2 separate regions of the Mus musculus genome follow, and region 2 is linked to region 1. Evidence: chromatin contacts called from public Hi-C data. All regions are on one chromosome and are shown on one strand. The core of a region is the stretch at or near the end of the contact, and the rest is flanking DNA. Distances in the headings are between cores, read along the strand shown.

What was found. A called contact is a pair of places that touch in the nucleus more often than the background predicts.
Region 2: a contact with region 1 is called in a Hi-C map of uterus, with 7 times the contacts expected there. The contact joins the promoter of Zc3h12b here to the promoter of Spin4 in region 1. A contact is called at or near these places in 1 of 39 promoter capture datasets (cranial neural crest), 1 of 484 Hi-C or Micro-C datasets (uterus) and 3 of 115 datasets of contacts at active chromatin or transcription factors (the NIH/3T3 cell line, astrocytes and embryonic forebrain).

The regions. Positions count from the first base shown.
Region 1 is chrX:95,024,383-95,028,352 of GRCm38.p6, reverse strand. Spin4 (spindlin family, member 4) reads left to right here and starts at 1,671. Exons shown (of 1, transcript NM_178753.4): 1 at 1,671-3,970. The coding sequence starts at 2,159. The coding sequence ends at 2,908.
Region 2 is chrX:95,709,926-95,713,895 of GRCm38.p6, reverse strand. It overlaps Zc3h12b (zinc finger CCCH-type containing 12B), which reads right to left and starts at 2,218. Exons shown (of 9, transcript NM_001034907.3): 1 at 1,750-2,218.

The DNA.
Region 1 (3,970 bases), core at 422-2,921:
ACACATACGTTGAACTTTGTACATGGTTGATTAACTGACTCAGTTATGAGTATAATGGAGGAGTTCAGCTGTCGCAGTTCCAGAGTCACATTATCTTAAACTATCTTCACCCTCACCCCACCCAAAATGGTCATGTATTGTTCAACTCTGTGAGTGACCTAACCATTCTTCCGGCTATTAGGTAAGTTCTTTTGGAATGTGTGCACAGATCCTCGGCTTTCACTGGCCCAAAGGCAGGGAATGCTGTCAGATAGTATCTGAAGCCTACTGCAGAAGTTTCTCCGGTTTGCTATAACACGCCTACCCAAGGCTTCCCCTGATGCCTTTTAAAAGTTTCCTGATTTATAGTTCTCTTTGTTTTGCTGCTATAAAAATTTCATGAGGCCAGTTGGGTAAGAGGCTTATCTTACAAAGGAACTTGTGGCATAAACCTGTGGACTTGGGTTCAATCCATTGAATTCAAGTAAATGTGGAAGGAAAGAAGTTACTACACAATGTTATCTTCTGATTTCCACTTTTCCACTTCTGCCCCCTTCCAACATAGACACTTCATGCACACACAGGTTAATAATAAACAGCAGCGACAACACCAACAAAATTCCATGAAACTGTTACCACATTGGAACATAGAACTTGGGGTAACCTAAAGTTGTGGACCTTGGTCTTGGTCACTTATATTTGATTCTAGAATAAACCATCTTTTATTTTGAGATGAGAGCTGTGTTCTTTATGTTCACATATGGAACCATTAAAAATTGTGTTTCCAGCCTGGCATGGTGGCGCATGGTTTTAATCCCAGTACTTGGGAGGCAGAGAAGGGGGGGGGGGCATATCTCTGAGTTCGAGGCCAGCCTGGTATGTAGAGTGAGTTCCAGGACAGTCAGGGCTACCCAGGGAAACCCTGTCTCAAAAAACTGAAAAACAAATCATGTTTCCAGCATATTTAATCATGACAGAAACTACTCGTGATATAAGTGACAAAGTAAGCAAAAAAGGTATAGAAATATAAAAGTTGCTCTCAAATGCATAAGGTTATAGAAAGATATATTAATAAGAAATCAGCTTAATAAACATTTTGATGTTTGCCTGGTTTGTATGGCTAAAGTTAGTTTTGTTTTGCTTTGCTTTTTATTTCACTCAGTTTTAGAAAAGCAAATACCAGCATATTTTCCTTCCACTTAGAAAAACATACTAAAAATCGTTAGGACGAATGATCAGGTAGAAAATATAAAGGAGAGTTTAAGTTAACATGGTGGACTGTGCACGACTTTTCCCCAATCCCGCTTCAAATTTCTTAAAAAAGAAAGAAATTGTAGATTTGTTTATACAATTTCTCCCACCCCACGTATTTTTTTTTCTTTCTTTTTCACTTTTCTTTTCTTTTTCTGCTTGTGAGGAATTCCTGGAAGATAGAAAGCAGATGGAGCCTCAGTGAAGTATGCAGTTGGGCAGCAGACAGCCTGCAGGGGAGGAGGGGTGTTGTACTGTCTGGTTCTGGTGGGAATGAACCGGCTGGGGGGCCACGGGAGTAAAGGAGAGAGCCTGTGTCAGTGTGGCTGCCCCAGGAGCGGAAGGCAGGACGGAAGCGGGAGGGGTGGAGGAAAGGAGAGGGCGGGCTCAGAGGAGGAGGATTCCCTAAGCAACAAAAATCCCGGTTTCGCAGATTGGCCAAGCTGACAAGCGCTGCCAAGACCAGGCCGCGCAAAGCGCAAACTGCTGGGAGACGTGCTACTGCCTGCACTTTCGTGGCCGCGAAACATCCCTGTTATCTCCGGTCCAGGTTAACAGTCCACTTCTTCTCTGTTGCCGTTCTGCGACCGCAGCAGCGTTGACAACAGCTAAGTGGCGGATTCTGGCTGGGACGTGGGCTTGGGAGTCCGGGAAGGCGCCAGGGGCGGACAGAACGAACCCGGGAGCCCGCCATCTCTCTGGAGCCATCACTATTGCAGTCACCCCTCCCTGAAGGAGGAAAAAAGCACTAGTGAGCGGCACTCTCTGTCTCAGTTCCCAGTCAGTTAGCTCTTTTCTGACAAAATCTGAAAAGAGGACTGATACAGTCTCTCGGATCGCGAAAAATATCTGCCGTTGGACACTGCTGACTGTTAGTCAGCTTGTTAAGCAAAGAGCAGCTTTACTTTGGCCACCGAAGCCTCGAGCCATGTCTCCTCCGACTGTGCCTCCTACTGGGGTGGATGGTGTGTCCGCGTACCTGATGAAGAAAAGGCACACTCACAAGAAGCAGCGCCGTAAGCCCACTTTCCTCACTCATAGGAACATCGTGGGCTGCCGCATTCAACACGGCTGGAAAGAAGGCAATGAGCCCGTGGAGCAATGGAAAGGTACTGTGCTCGAGCAGGTCTCCGTGAAGCCCACTCTGTATATCATCAAATATGATGGCAAAGACAGTGTGTACGGACTGGAACTGCACAGAGATAAGAGAGTTTTAGCGCTGGAGATTCTTCCTGAGAGAGTTCCTTCTCCTCGCATTGACTCTCGCCTGGCCGATTCCCTGGTTGGGAAGGCAGTGGGACATGTGTTCGAAGGTGAGCATGGCAAGAAAGATGAGTGGAAGGGTATGGTGTTGGCGCGAGCCCCCATCATGGATACTTGGTTTTACATCACCTACGAGAAAGATCCGGTCCTCTATATGTACACCCTGCTGGACGACTACAAAGATGGTGACCTGCGTATCATTCCAGATTCCAACTACTACTTCCCTGCAGCTGAACAGGAGCCTGGGGAGGTGCTCGACAGCCTTGTGGGCAAGCAGGTGGAACACGCCAAAGACGACGGGTCCAAGAGAACTGGGATCTTTATTCATCAGGTGGTAGCCAAGCCATCTGTCTACTTCATTAAGTTTGATGATGATATTCACATTTATGTCTATGGCTTGGTGAAAACCCCGTAAGTTTATAGACCTCTTTGCGAAACGTGTGGAACTATCAGAGGATAAATATTTTATGTTCTCAAAATTAAGTTTTTCTGAGGTCAATTTTGAGGTCAAAAGTTCTGGACAGTGGCTAAATCTTATTGTGCCTCCATATCTTATATTGACTGTTTTCCAGTTCTGACTCAAGTATATGTTGGTACTTTTGTTCTTTGTTTTATAATTGAAATTTTAAATTGGCTGCTAAGAAAAAAAGAGAAGTGTTTGGATTCACCGAAACAACTCAAAAGTAGATAAACTGTGCAACGTGGCTTCTGCTCCCTTCCCCCTCTTTCTAATTCTTCCCCTTAGTTTGAGAATTTGGCATTTTTCTTGGGATGTTTTCCCTGCTCTCAAGCAGAAACTTCAATGTAACTTTTGTAAAACTGACTTCCATATGATATGGTTTTTGATAAATGGCACAGTCAGTCTCTGTCCGTCACTCTCATACTTCCTCTCACCAGTGTTCACAGTCCATACAGATGTGCCAAAAAGTATCCATTCTGGTATTGGTGGGCATTTATTTCCTTTTTTACTCATAATGATGTTTTATTGTATTAAGGTGCTCTTATTTCTATAGAAGTGTTATGTAGGTGTATATTTAGTTTTAAGAACTATTGCAAGGTTGCCATCCACTGGTCTTTGATGTTTGCAACGCTGACAGGTAGAACGTTCCATGGGTTCCTGATTATTTGATGTTTACCTGACTCAATGAGACTTATTTTTTTCTACTTGGGATATTTCTCTTTTTTTGTTTTGCTAATTCCTATTCTTTGTTTCTTGTCTATATATACATATATATATTCAGTTGATATTTTCCATGTAAAGTTATAGGAATTTCTACAATGAAAGTACATTTAATCTTTTTTATTTCATGTGTTAATGAACTTTATATTGTTATTAATCTTTATTGTTCACTTTACAATTTTAAAAACTTAATTTTATAATTTTTAAATGTTTATGTCTTTTATAAATTTTTAGTTTCCTATCTTCTTCAGACAGGTGTCCCTAACCTAGGTCATACCAATATTCACTTGGTTTTTC
Region 2 (3,970 bases), core at 969-3,468, 680 kb before region 1:
CTCCTTGCCTACCACAGTGATGTTCACTGAGTGAAAATCTAAAAAATGAAAACTTATTAAAAATCTCTGAAAATAAAATAAATAAAACCCAGCAAAAACAAACTTTATTCCAGAATTTAATGATCAAGTCCTTAACAGCACTTGCAAAACAAAATATCATTTTCCCATATGTTTATGACAGTTTGTGGGAATGCTAGGCTATGTGGTACTTACTTGACCATATTCATTATTGTCAAATTCTTTTCCTTTAGATGTAATAGTATTTCAAATAATTAGGAGTAAAATTCATCAAGACCTTTTGCAAACAGAAACGACCTCTAAGTTTGAAATCTAGGCTCCTGAAGCATGCCTGTCTGCCAATGCATAGCAGATAACTCACATCGAGGTAGAAAACTATTTTTTCCCCTAGTATTATACTTTAAACACAGGAACATCTCAAACACAAAAGCAATCCATATAAGACATTTTCCCTAAAACTATCAAGAAACTGGAAGTGTTAACAGATTCACTAGCCAAAGTTACCTAATCACACACAGCATCTATATACTTTTTAAAGTTCTCTAGCTTAAAAGAGGTAACCGAAAACTAAATTTAGCTTTTCCACCAATGTGCTTCTTTTTCTCCACTTCTTTTTAGATAAGAGACCTGAAATGGCTTAAAACTGTCAGGATGGAAGAGAGTGAAATAAAAGAACCCATCTTTTGTTGTCAGCCCACAGGAGTACCTTGCAATTAAAATTATACATCAATTCAAATTGAGTTCACGTTTGAAAAGGGTCAACTGGGAACTGTAAATTTTCACATCTGCTTTTAAAGTAACAGTCTCACACCTCAAAATAATTGTGAAAAACGCCTTGCAACTTTAGAACCTTATCTAATCATGGTATCCAAAGTCTCACTTTGGGTGTCTTGGGCCAAATGTTTTTGAGAGAAGTTGACTATTTTCAACTATACCTTATACTCTAATTTAAGAAGAACAAATAAGTCACAACTATCTTTATTTTTATTAAGAGTATCTAAGTTTCACCAACACATTTTTAAATGAAGACGTGAGTCATTTTTGATGAAGAATACTTTGTAAAATGTTTCCCCTATTGTCAATATTTTACTTTGTCCACTTCTCAAGTTTGGTGGTACTTTGGTTGTCAAATAGGACATGTCACTAGTTTTGTCTTATTATCACTATTATTTAACATAACTAATATCTGCCTAGCTTTACATGCTAAGAATCAGGGGCTAGGCATATGGCTTGCCTACTGCACATGAGTATAAACAATACTGCAAAGTAAGGTACCACTCAAGCTATCTGGTCAATTCTTTCGTCATGAAGCATCAGCAATGCGGAGGATGGGCTCTTGACAAGCCTCAGGTCAGGTCAGGCTGTCTCCCGTGATCAAGAGTCAGAGCCACAGTTAGAACAAGGAGTAAAATGTGAACAGGGCACTAGAAGAATCTGTTTCCAGACCAGAGACTAAGAAGGTGCACGACTGTACTTAGAATCATCAGCATCTAAGAAGCAACCCCAGGCCTTAATCACTGACACTATGTTTCTGGAAGCCAGGATTGAGATCACAAAGTGACGGCTTTCAAAAGGAAAACTAACTGGAAGAAATTACCCGCGAGCAGATGCAGGAAGGGTGTCAGAAGCTTCTGAATGAGAGTGCAGAGCTTCATTGGCCTGCTGGGGCCCCAGAGACCCTAAGACCAGAAAACAGCTTGAGCACCAGGAGACTGCGGTGCCACTACTCACCCCTACTCTCCTAAGGTCTTGTTGTCGCCTCGCACCATGCAGCCCCTGCGGAGGGGAAAACTTTCCCCCTCCCCCGCCGCTGAGGGTGGGATCCGCGGAAGAGAGGAGGCGGCGTCGCAGCTGTTCAAGCAGGGCCAGATAAGCGCCGGGTGCAAGAGAACCAGCCTGGCGCTTGTGCCCCTGGCGGCCACCAACTTCACCACCATCGACTTGGAGGGCCAGGAGGAAGCAAAGGCGGCAGGCCTTCGCCCAGCAGACCGAACTCTCCCGGAATACTAGGCCTGCGCTTCTGGCAGGACCGTCTGCCCCGGTCCTCTCAGCAACAGGACCCCCCAGGCTTAATTCCAATTGCTTTGGCCCCGCGACCACAGAACAGTGGCTGCTCCCTCTTGGGGCCGCGGTCGCAGCTGCATCCTCGTGCTCCTCTTCCTCTGGCGCTGCTGCCTACACACACAGCCCCGGCGCAGTTACCACCGCGGCGCCTGGATCGCCGTTTCTTAGCAACCGCGCGCATGCGCCCCACCCCCGCCAGGGACCACTGGAGCCGCGGTCTGATCTCGGACGAGTTTGGTTTGCGACCTAGAAAAAGTGAACAAAACCCCACTTCCTAGGCAGGCCCTAACGTCAGGGTAAAAGAATCGTGAGGAGAGGTCCAAGATGTTCTGAAATGGAGAGGCCTGGAGACTTAGGATGAGATCCTTGGATAGGCATGTGAACTATGGATGGTTTTCCTGCAGGCTTTTCTTGTACTTTACCAGAGTGATCTTTATAAAACTCCCAACTCTCACTTGCCTCTGGTCAGGAGAATGGAATTGCTGCCAAATTTGTATTTCTGTTCTTTTTCTAACCTCTCTAAATCTGTTTCTTCAACTGTAAATGAGAAACACAGTACTCTGAATACTTATAAGGATGAAGAGAAAAAGTACGTGAAGCACTTAACATACATAACCTACTGTGACACAGAGTAAGCATTCAATAAAAAAGGAGCTATTTGCAATGGCTCATCACTCTGTACAATACAAGACAAAGTGCCTGCTCTCTAGTTGAACATTCTAGCTTAATAAAGTCCTCCGAGAGTAGTCTGGTTTCATTCTAATTCCAGACCTTAGTCACCCAACTGTAGATAGGTTTTACACATTCTCAGATTGAAGTGTATAAAATGCCTACATACATTTTCTATTTTCATCTGGAAAAGAAATCTGTGTGAGCCCAGGAACTAATGAACATCCAGTGATCTTTCCAAAACTACTCATTAATGTTAAAAGACTAGTACTAAAAACTGACATTTAAACAATGGTTATACATAAAACATTTTGTGTCATTTTCTGCTGGCTATTGATCTTCTGAAAATCAGCCTTAACTTTTCTGTAATGTGTAATTATAAGACAAAAACATGTAATTAATTCTGAACATAATACAATGTATAAATAGTATGTGCATATTTACAGAATATACCCTACTGAATGATAATCTAATGAAATATACATTTTAGATACTATTTAAAAGCCTATGCCATGTAAAACCTTTGCAAAGCCCTAAAAATGTTAATAAGATATAATTTTCAAATGGACTATAAATTTAAAATGAAACTTTATGGCAACCAGAGAGCCAGTAAATATTTTAAAAACTGTATTTTCAGTGGTGTCTAAACACTAAATTGCCTTCCTTTGGTCACATGCTCTAGCTGCATCTATTGTATTGATAAAGAAGTAAGTCCTATCAACAAACAGAAGTGTCTATACACATTTGTAAAGAAAGAAGACTTTCTTATTGAATAAACACAAAAAAGTACATGCAGATGGTTGGCCTTCAAGTCACTGCAAATTTAAGATGAAATTTAAGATGGGATTTGAGGTAGATGTTTGCTTAACTAATTGACTTATTCTAAAAGAATAGTAAAACATCTCCAGAGTCACACCACACATACTCCTGATGGTTGCAGCTTAATATGAGGTTCTAAAGTAACTTTGAAGATACACATTTACAAGAGTAAATATGCCAGAGATGGGGAATTTGTAATACCTGCAGTCATTTATCAATAATTTCAATGTTAGAGAAAATATAAAGGGTCATTATGTCCATTAATGAGGTACTCTACAAAGCTAAGCAGTAATAGTCATCTTTCTTTTTTATTCACCTTTACAATTGCAAATCAATGACCCTTCTTCATATACAAACCCTGTGTTGACACAGTAGATGTACAAAGTGACTAAGAAGAAAT